Regions from separate parts of the Mus musculus genome. Here all the other regions are linked to region 2. A link is a contact called in public HiChIP or PLAC-seq data. All regions are on one chromosome and are shown on one strand. The core of a region is the stretch at or near the end of the contact, and the rest is flanking DNA. Distances in the headings are between cores, read along the strand shown.

Region 1 (3,276 bases), core at 634-3,133, 120 kb after region 2:
GGGACCAGCAGGACCCAGGCACCCAGGAACTCCACCCAACCAGTGGCACAGGTTCTTTCTGGTCTGAGCCGGTGTCCTGAGCAGACCTTGGGTGCTAATTCCGCAACCAGTCCCATAATACCCAGAGGAAGCTCCACTCCCAAATGCCCTAACATGCTAAGGTCCACAGGATCTCAGGGTCCCAGGATCCCAGAAGCTTGGTCACACCAGGATCTCAGGGTCCCAGAGGCAGCTTGACTCCCAGGAGCTCTGACACACCCAGGATCTCAGGATCACAGGATCACAGAATCACAGGATCAAATAGACAGCTGGACTCTGAGGAGCTCTGACACAACCAGGATCACAGGAAGGACAGGTTCCAGTCATATATAGTGAGGGCATGTAGCACTAGAGATCATCAGATGGCAGGAGTCAAGCGTAAGAACACAAGCAACAGAAACTAAGGTTACTTGGCATCATCAGAATCCAGTTCTCCTACCACAGTAACTCCTGGATACACCATCACACGGGAAAAGCAAGATTCGGATCTAAAATAATTTCTCATGATGGTGATAGAGGACTTTAAGAAGGGTCCCAGGGTCCCATAAATAACTCCCTTAAAGAAATACAGGAGAACACAGGTAAACAGCTAGAAGCCGGTAAAGAGGAAACACAAAAATCCCTTAAGGAATTACAGGAAAATACAATCAAACAGGCGAAGGAAATAAAATCATCCAAGACCTAAAAATAGAAACAATAAAGAAATCACAAAGGGAGACAATCCTGGAGTTAGAAAACCTAAGAAAGAAATCAGGAGTCATAGATGTAAGCATCGGCAACAGAATACAAGAGATAGAAGAGAGAATCTCAGGTGCAGAAGATATCATAGAAAACATTGACACAAAAGTCAAAGAAAACGCAAAAAGCAAAATATCCAGGAAATTCAGGATACAATAAGAAGACCAAACCTAAGGATAATAGGTATAGAAGAGAGTGAAGATTCCCAACTAAAAGGGCCAACAAATATCTTCAACAAAACTATAGAAGAAAACTTCCCTAACCAAAAGAAAGAAATGCCCATACATACAAGAAGCCTACAGAACTCCAAATAGACTGGACCAGAAAAGAATTTCCTCCTGTCACATAATAATCAAAACACAGGGCAGTTGGTACATTTCTGTATCTGTGTTTCCCCATCCACTTTATGTGTTTAAACTTGCTCTCCAACTACACTGTAATACTGTGAAGGCAAGGCAACAAGAAATGTGCTTCCTGCCCCTACTTGTTTTAGAAGCAATATGTATAAAAAGTTCTCACCTAATTCTTCAAATTCCTTGGAAATCTCAATAATATCATTATAAAGACATTTTCCAGTAATAAAATGTAAAACATCATTAAAAAAAAAGTTAACCCTCAGTAGACAGAGGCAGGTGGACCTCTGGAAGATGAATGGGGCCTGGTCTACAGAGTAAGTTCCGGGACAGCCAGAGCTACATAGGGAAACATTGTCTTGAGAAAAGGAAAAAAAAAAAAGAAGAAAGGGAAAGAGAGAAAATTAAATATTGAGGCATGGTGACAAGAAAACTCTACTGAGGAAAAATGTGGCATGATTACACCTTACTACAAAGCCTGTCACTGCTAAGGAACATGAACTCACAACCATGACTGTTGAAAAATTAGTACCTGAAGGGTAGCCCAGGTCATAGTGTCAGATATAGCCCTACTAAAGTTAGAGTGCTGACCACATATACTTTCCTTCTTACTCAATGCATTTCCTCCTCGTGAATCATACATACAAAACTGACAGATCCATCTATTTCCATTTCTAAAAGAGAACCAATGCTTAAAGAAAACCAAGTGAAGTTTCTTCTGCACATGCGCAATCAGGAACAGACTGTGCTCCCACAAACAGCACACCCTGCGAAATGCTGACTCACATCGAGAAGACTGCCAGGCTCACACAGAGTATACAGACTTTCAATGCTTCTCAATCTATCAACAAGAAAACACAAATGAGTGTTCAAAATATGATCTGTCTGGAGCCAGGCTCACATCAACTCATCTTAAAGTACTTAAGAACTGACTAAAAATCTTAGATGTTAGCAATAACCATAGCCATGAACAAAAGGAAACCTCCTAACACAATTCTTGACTATAACATCATCAACAAGGGGACTGGGGGGAGAGATACATTTACATCTTAAGATAATTTTCAAAAAAAGGAAAATTCAGTGATTTATGGGCTTATTAACTATAATTCTAAAATAAAAGGGAATTCTGATTATGGGATTTAACATTGAAAAATTGTTTTGGTCATATGTCAGCTTTTAGCTCCTAAAAGCTGTATGGCATCAGAGATAGATAAGTAAAAGAAGAGAGTAAAAGTGTTTGCTGTCCAATGAGCTTGGTTTTCCCATCTGGGAAACAGTCTCCAAACCACTACAAGCACGGAGTATCAACGCCACTGAACTTAAAAACAGTTTAAGATAGCCGGTCGTGGTGGCGCACACCTTTAATCCCAGCACTCAGGAGGCAGAGGCAGGAGAATTTCTGAGTTCAAGGCCAGCCTGGTCTACAGAGTGAGTTACAGGATAGCCAGGGCTGTACAGAGAAACCCTGTTTCGAAAAACCAAAACAAAAAAGAACTAGTCATAACAGCACATGTTTATAGTCTCAGCTTCTCCAGAGGCTGAGGCAGGAGAATCAGTTGAGCTTATGAGTTTAAGACAAGCCACGGAAAATATAGTGAAACCTTATGAAACCACTTCTCTTAAACAAACGGTTCAAACAGTTACACAAGCCAAAAAGAAAGAGGTCAATGAAAAGCCAAAGTATTTTGAATTGAAAAATAAATGGTATTAAAGGACACTGACTGTTTTCAAATAAGAATTCAGAGTTTTGATTTTCTAACTGAGCTGGTGCCATATGCCTATGAATCCTAGCACCCAGGATGCTGAGGCAGGAGGATTTATGGTTTCAAGGTCAACCAATGTTACATAGTAAGTATGAAGCCTGCTTGGGCCATATAGTGAAACCTGTCTCGGGGGCAGAAGGGAGGGTGAGGAGAGACAGAGAGACAGAGACAGAGAGAGGGGGTTAGAGAAGGAGAGAGAGAATAAGAAGGAGGGGCAAGGGGAAAAGAGAGAACTCATATTTAATATATGGATGCTACATTATACAAAAGAATAGAAGTTAATTAACTAAGGGTCTCATCTTAGGATCTGAAAGGTTATAAATATACTTATTTCACAGCAACTACCATGTTAAATTCTAGAAACTTGTATGATACAGTGTTAT
Region 2 (3,572 bases), core at 523-3,022:
CCAGGCAGCGCTCACTGAAAAGGGAACTGTTTCCGTCACCAAAATGAATATGCCTAACACTCTTTGTTACGAGTGACCTTTTAACTGATGCTTTAAGAATTTAGCCCACAGAAATGCCATCTGGCCCTTGTCACCTGGTACCATTTGTTGCAGACATGATGCCAATGCTGCTGCTTCCTCATCCCCATTTTTGTCTCTTGTCACCCAAAAATGTCCACCATGAATTTCTCTGTAGCTTGCTCTCCTACCTGTGCTAGATTTGTCCTGGTTGGTTTTAGGCCCATTGCACTCTTCAAGTAATCATGTGTGTCTTCTAAGCTCACAAGGACCTTGCTCTTAATACTCTGGGCAGACTAGAACTTGCCATCAGCTGTCACGATGCCCCTGAGTGCTCCACAGATAGGAGGAGCACCCACAGATGCACCCTGTCCAGCAGTAGCGCCATGACAGTCATGGCAAGAGGTGGACTGCAGTGAGTTAAGGCCCTGTCTGTGTGAACTTCCTGTTTCCTTTCTGTGGTCTGCTTTTCCTTGTGTCCCTCCTCTGTGCCTGGTTCTTTATAGAATTGTTAGCCACTTTGTTCTCTAAATGATATTAGCATATGGCAAGGATGGATGACAGTGGTATTTCCTTATTCTTTACAACCACCCAGAGTGAGAAAGTAAACTGTGGGTCTCTCAGCTTCCAGGTGGCAGAGCCAGACCTCAGATGTATTGCCTACTCTATATTCTGTTCCCCGGGCCAGGCCACGCAGCCTCTGGAAATGTTGTCTTCTGTGTAACTTCTGAACCAGTGGAGACATAGCTGTGACTCAGGACGGTGGGAGATGAGGCTGCAAGTCCCAGTTCTTTGCTCAGGCTTCTGTGTTCTGTATTGCAGAATGGCCGTGGCACGGAGAACCATGTTCCAGAGAGGGGATGTGCAGAACAAGCCGTCGGGACTCTGGGGCATGCTGAAGAGCGTTACTGCCTCAGCCCCGGGAAGTGAAAGTATCCTTTACCTTCTTCTTGGCTCTTCTCCTCCACTCTGCACCAGGGGCTGAGTCAGTCCCCTCTAGGGTGCCTGGCTGCATCAGGGCCAGCCAGCACTGGGCTAGGAGGTCCAGTGGGCACGTCATCTTCCCTACACTTGTACCTAACTGCAGAAGCGTTGTCTCTGAGCTGGAGCGAACCTATCAGATCATTCTTTCCATTTCACAGATGAGAAAATAGACCCAGAGAGGTGAAGTCACACGGTGGTTTGTGGCAAGTGTAGGAACAGAACTATGGCCTCAGCTTCATAACTTGTTCCGCTGTGCTGTTCTGTCACCCACAGATGCAAGACCACAAAGCACAGTGACTCCCTACAACAGTGTGGTGGCAAGGTTCCATTCCTAACCCAGTTAATGCCACACAGATTTCAAGCAGCTCCACCCCCCCCCCCCTTAAAAAAAATAAATAAAACAGGGCAACCTGGTTACTGGATTGTTCCTGGCCCTGCTGGTTTGGAGGCTGACTAGTTCCACATAGAGAAAACCAAGCCTGTGTGTTTCTCCCTCTTCTCCCGTCCCCTCCCACAGGCTGTCAGGGCTGAGATGTTCTTCTGTCTCTGTCACCAGTTAAGTCAGTTGGAGAAGGATGCAGGCTATTGTGATGGATCCGGACACCATTCTGACGTGGCTATAGATAAGAATCAGACAGAGAAAGCCAGGTGACTGTGGCAGAGAAAGGAAAAGGAGTCATGGGGGCTGGAGAGACGGCTCAGAGGCTCGGAGAGGGGCCTGCTCTTGCACATGTATCAGGTGACTCATAGGTGCCCCAGTCCTAGGGAGCTGCCTTCTGAGGGCTCCCACACTCGTCTGCATATGCGCCCCCACACATACAGACAATTAACAGCAAAATCCACCCTCTCTTTAGAGAAAACAAGTACCCTGCAGCAGTGCTCTGTCTCCTGTTTCCAGGAAGAGTCTAAGTGACAGGACTGGAAGCATAACCTCTCAAGAGCAGCTCGGCCTGGCTGGTAGCCACTGTTGAGGGGAGGACCTGAAGGGTACTTGCTAATTTCACAAAGGGAGGAAGATTTGAATTACTGGGACTATCTATCTTACTATCTTTATTACTTTAAAATTCTTAAAAACCCAAGTGTAGGTTGGTATCAACAAAGTATGGAGTTTTTAGCTCTCTGAGCTCCTGCTTCTTTAGTGAGGAAATACTGACACTTCTGACTGAGGTATGGAAACTTGGCTAGTATCTGGCAGTGGAAAAGACGGGGCCTTGTGTAGGCAGACAGCACTATGCACGCCTATTAGATGCAGGATGAGATGACATGGAGCAAGTTGTTTAACATTCTGAGCCTCTTTCCTTGTCTGAGAAATGGGTTACAGCTGTCTCATGGGATTGTGGGAGCATAAAATAAGATAGAAAGAAGGCATTGCCTAAAGCCCAGCCCGGTGAGGCTCTGACCACAGTGCTGTGTGTGCTGTTTCCTGGCACAGTATCTATCAGTCAGGTAGCATGAAACTGCTGAATTGTGGGTCATGGCGTATACACCATTTGAGGACTGAATTTGATATTAAAAAAATAAAGCAGAACACTAGCCGTGAGATCATATGTCTGAGCAGCAGCTGGCAGATGCATGTGGGGTGCCCCTTCACCCTGTGTCAGCCTGGGAACACTGCCCTGAAGCAGTGCTGAGGTGGGAATAAAAGATGCAGGCAATTCCCAGCTTCTTCCCTACAAAGCTGAGCAAATCCAACCTTTCTTCCCACTGCTTACTGACACTTTTCTGTGATTTAAACCTTGATGCCCACTTTTTGCCAGATCTGACTCTTATCCAACAGGAAGTGGATGCTTTGGAAGAACTGAGCAGGCAGCTTTTTCTGGAAACAGCTGATCTGTATGCTACAAAGGTACAGAGTGAGGAGACAGCTCTGCTTTACCAACACGGTTGAAGAGAGAATGAGACCTCATGGGCTGGCAGTCCTCTGCGAGCAGGCAGTGCTTCTGTGTAAGCCAAGTGGCGTTAGAAAAGAGGCTTACTGTTTATGAAGTCACTCCTGAGTGTGAATGCCAACCACACCTAGAATGCAGTATGGTTTAAATGCAGACTACCCTAACCTTTTCCGAGTTGTTTAACCTCTGAGACTCAGTCTCCCATCTGGAAGGTGAAGGTTCTACAGCATATTTCATAAGGGTAGTGCAGTACTCTGACTGAAAGTCAGCACTCCGTGCAGGTTGGCCCCTAGTAGCCTCTCTTAATGTTATCATGTATGCTGTATTGACTCAGCCACAGGCATGGGAATGCTTTTATAGAAAATGTCTGCCTTTTACTAAAAACCATGTTTTGTGTTTGGTTTTCTTTAGGAAAGAATTGAATACTCGAAAACATTCAAGGGAAAGTATTTTAATTTCCTGGGTTATTTTTTCTCTATTTACTGTGTCTGGAAAATTTTTATGGTACGTATGTTATAGAATTTTTGTTTATTATTGTTATTATTATTTTATTGGTCATATTAGCATTTACTATATATTTCTATTATTATTGTTTGTTAGTGTCTACTAGTAATAATAAAGTTCTGTGAGGGTGCAGGTTCA
Region 3 (3,502 bases), core at 154-2,653, 100 kb after region 2:
TCTTTGGCAGAAGCAACTCCAAAGGCTTCCATTTAGTCTTTCCAACCATAATAGCCCTCACTCTACAGGTCAGGGAACCAATATGAGAATTCTGCCAATTTCTAAGTATATCAACCCCAATTATACATTCTGAAACTGGGTAAATGGCCACAAGTTGTGTTCAGGGACCTACTGTGAGTCAGACATCAGTCAAAATTCCATTAATCACCTTTCCTCCATAAATCCCTACTTTAACTGGAGGGCCTCAATGTTTCTTGGGATCGATCTCCTGGGATCATTGTCAATTCAGAACCAGTATCCAATAGACCCTGGAAAGTCTGATTATTTCCTTTCCTACAGTGTACAGTTAGTTACCCTTATAAAAGGCTATATAGGTCCCTCTGGGGAAGAACTGGAGAAAAGACTAGCAGCAGAAATTTTAGGTTTCCTATCAAGATCCTTCCTCAGGGGAACCTGGCCACCCCTTCATTCAAGGCAAACTGGTTCAAGTCTGGAAATTGATTCACTGGCTGAGACTGACTTTTGCCATGATCCAATGTAGCCTTCACTTCATTTATTTGAGAATTTTTCTGGATTATTTTTCATTCCAGATATAGTCAAGTTGACAACCAGGAATAGCCACTACACCGTCTTTTAATCCATTTAAAAAGTAAACACTAACATTTTTAAAATAAGGGGGGAAGTTAACAACCAATGTCAATTCTTAAAACCTAAGTTGTGACTGGTATCAAAAAGCTATGATGCTAAAATTTAGGGATGACTTCTTTAAACCATACTGTGTAGGTAAAAAGCTTTCTTAGATGCAGGATAACAATCAAAGGCCTTTCTGGGTGCAGATGTACCTTAGCTAATGGAGTGCTTGCCTTGCTTGCACAAAGCCCTGGGCTAGCTCAATCCCCAACACTTCACAAACTGGGCATGGTGGTGCAAGTCTGTAATCCTTGTAATCAGGAAGTGGACGCAGGAAGATCACAAATTCAAGGCCAGGCTGTTCTATACATATAGCAAGTTATCACAAAGAAAGGAGCTTCAGTTGAGGAAATGCCTCCATGAGATCCAACTGTAAGGCATTTTCTCAATTAGTGATCAAGGGGGAAAGGCCCTTGTGGGTGGGACCATCTCTGGGCTGGTAGTCTTGGTTCTATAAGAGAGCAGGCTGAGCAAGCCAGGGGAGGCAAGCCAGTAAAGAACATCCCTCCATGGTCTCTGCATCAGCTCCTGCTTCCTGACCTGCTTGAGTTCCAGTCCTGACTTCCTTTGGTGATGAACAGCAGCATGGAAGTGTAAGCCAAATAAACCCTTTCCTCCCCAACTTGCTTCTTAGTCATGATGTTTGTGCAGGAATAGAAACCCTGACTAAGACAGTGCTCTACGTCAGTGAACAGCCACAGGAAATGCATATTTCAGAGGAACTCCTGGTTAGAACACACTGATGATCTTCAACAGCTACTTTTTGAAAAGTACTGTCTATTGAAATAGGTGAACAGGATCTTAAGATGTAGGCCATGGAAAGCGCAGCCTGACAAGAAGATTTTAAAAAGTCTAATAGGAAGAAAGATATTAATAACCTTGTGTTTTAGTCTAAACAGAACAATGTGGGAAGATTATAAGCAAAAAAAGAAAAGATTATAAGCAATAGAAAATGTGTTTAATTCCATTCTAGAGGCTGGGGATGAAGTCAATAGAGCACATCCCTCTTCGTCCTCAGCATCAGCCACACCCTCCATCCATAACTTGGAGGGTGGTTGCAGCATCTGTAAGCATGACGTCTTTGCAAAGTAAAAAACTAGTATTCTCCTTGGATCTTCATAAGAGAGCATGTGTGTGTTGGGACATGCATCCCAGATTCCTGACAGCAGACTGTTAGAGTCCCATTAGTGAAAAGTAGATTCCACATCAATTCCCTACATCAAGAACCCTTAGCAAGTAATCTGGTATTTTCTGGTCATACATAGTTCAAGAAATAGTCTCCACTTGCTAAGAAAAGTAAGAAGAAAAAAACTGCTACTGACTATATGGTCCACGTTTGGGCACATAAAAACATGCAGTCTCACTTCACAATACAACATCTAAAATTGAAATAAAATTGAAAACAGGTGGATCTATTTAAAGATATATAATAGTGATTATATAAAGGAAAGAATTCATCAAGAAATAATTTAAATGACCAAAATGTACAAAACGGAGCCAAAATCTAAACTTACAAACCTACAATGAAAATAAATACAATAAAAATCCTCAGAAGATTGCTACACATTGAAAAAAATATTGACTATACAGTACAACTCACCTGATACATGCTTTTTATTGTTGTTTAGTTTGTTGTTTCATCTAAAGGCTTGTGGAGCCTGGACTAGCCTCAAACTCACTAGAGAGCTGAAGCCAGCTTGAACTCCTGATTCTCCCAAATGCTGGGGTTACAAGCATGTGCCACCAAACTCGGTTCAAACACAGTGTTTACTCTAGTCTAAGTGATCAGCAGGCACCGCAGCTGGCTAATCATAAACCAACCTCCACAGCACCCTCCTTGCCACCTCATAGTAAAGGATACAAAGTTAACTCTCTGCTCATTTAGCTCTCCTCACATCCGTGGGCAGGAAACATTAGGACACAGAGCTCAGGAAATATTCTGAGCACAGAGTAAGGGGCAGTAGAAAAAGATTCCTTTTCCTTTAACAAAAATGTAGTACAAAGCAGGTTTGGTGGCATGCACCTAGCAACTGGGAGCCTACAGCAGGGAGCCTACAGCAGGAGGATCTGGAATTCAAAACCAGCCTGAGCTACCTGGTAGATCCAAATAGCCTATTTAAAAAAAAAAAAATGGTTTTAAGATGGAGGGTATGGGAGAGGATATGCTAGAGTGATTTCATGTTAAGTGATTTCATATTAAGTTCTCATCTACTTAAATCTTTAAATCAGATCTCTGCATTCTGCAGTAGTTTGAATGAGAATGGCCCCCAATTGTTGGAACTATTTGCGAAGAAGTATTAGGAGGAGTGGCCTCGTTGGAAGAAATCTATCACTAGGGGCAAGTTTAGGGGTTTCAAAAGCCCAAGACATTGCCACTGTACTTTCCCTCTACCTCCTCCTTATGGATGGAGATTTGAGTTCTCAGTTCCAGCCATGCTGTCCCGCTACAGTGGACTCTTAGCCCTCTGAAAACACATGCACAACTCCATGCTTTCGTTCATAACTAAGACAGATCCCAATGTTATGGGATATACTTGGTTTACCTTTTGATATCCTTCAAATTTCTTTTTCTTTTACTTTTTTTTTCTTTTTATCTATTTATCTTCTTTTTTATTTTGGAGACATGGTCTCACTATATGGTCCTAGAATTCATTCTGTAGACCAGAGTGGCTTTCCAAAAATCCATGTACCTCTGCCTCTCCAGGGCTGGGAATAAAGGTGTGTGCTACCACATTCTTTTTGAGGCATGGTCTTAATATTTAGCCCAGGTTGGTCTTGAACTCATGCTCTTCACAGCCTGCCAAATGCTTAC

The links. HiChIP or PLAC-seq counts read pairs in DNA pulled down with a chosen protein or histone mark.
Region 1: a contact with region 2 is called in a BATF HiChIP or PLAC-seq map of CD8 T cells, with 7 read pairs. The contact joins two enhancer-like sites. A contact is called at or near these places in 1 of 15 datasets of contacts at CTCF or cohesin (the NIH/3T3 cell line), 9 of 484 Hi-C or Micro-C datasets (Sertoli cells, embryonic stem cells, myocytes and 3 more), 3 of 115 datasets of contacts at active chromatin or transcription factors (CD8 T cells and embryonic stem cells) and 3 of 9 other capture datasets (adipose tissue, liver and pancreatic islet).
Region 3: a BATF HiChIP or PLAC-seq map of CD8 T cells shows a contact between it and region 2, with 5 read pairs. The contact joins two enhancer-like sites. A contact is called at or near these places in 1 of 484 Hi-C or Micro-C datasets (extraembryonic endoderm stem cells), 3 of 115 datasets of contacts at active chromatin or transcription factors (CD8 T cells, SST interneurons and embryonic stem cells) and 3 of 9 other capture datasets (adipose tissue, liver and pancreatic islet).

Annotation. Positions count from the first base shown.
Region 1 is chr3:96,758,403-96,761,678 of GRCm38.p6, reverse strand. The region is part of intron 3 of Rnf115 (ring finger protein 115); the gene reads right to left. Among named protein-coding and RNA genes, the nearest start is that of Rnf115, 32 kb to the right of the region's middle. Within about 2 kb of position 1,883, at least 46 of the 459 cell types and tissues checked have an H3K27ac peak or open chromatin away from gene starts, as enhancers often do. A contact at or near this core is called in CD8 T cells, where this site is marked.
Region 2 is chr3:96,879,936-96,883,507 of GRCm38.p6, reverse strand. Gpr89 (G protein-coupled receptor 89) reads left to right here. Exons shown (of 14, transcript NM_026229.4): 8 at 880-989; 9 at 2,799-2,887; 10 at 3,342-3,434. Among named protein-coding and RNA genes, the nearest start is that of Gpr89, 24 kb to the left of the region's middle. Within about 2 kb of position 1,772, at least 43 of the 459 cell types and tissues checked have an H3K27ac peak or open chromatin away from gene starts, as enhancers often do. A contact at or near this core is called in CD8 T cells, where this site is marked.
Region 3 is chr3:96,776,307-96,779,808 of GRCm38.p6, reverse strand. The region is part of intron 4 of Rnf115 (ring finger protein 115); the gene reads right to left. Among named protein-coding and RNA genes, the nearest start is that of Cd160, 36 kb to the left of the region's middle. Within about 2 kb of position 1,403, at least 17 of the 459 cell types and tissues checked have an H3K27ac peak or open chromatin away from gene starts, as enhancers often do. A contact at or near this core is called in CD8 T cells, where this site is marked.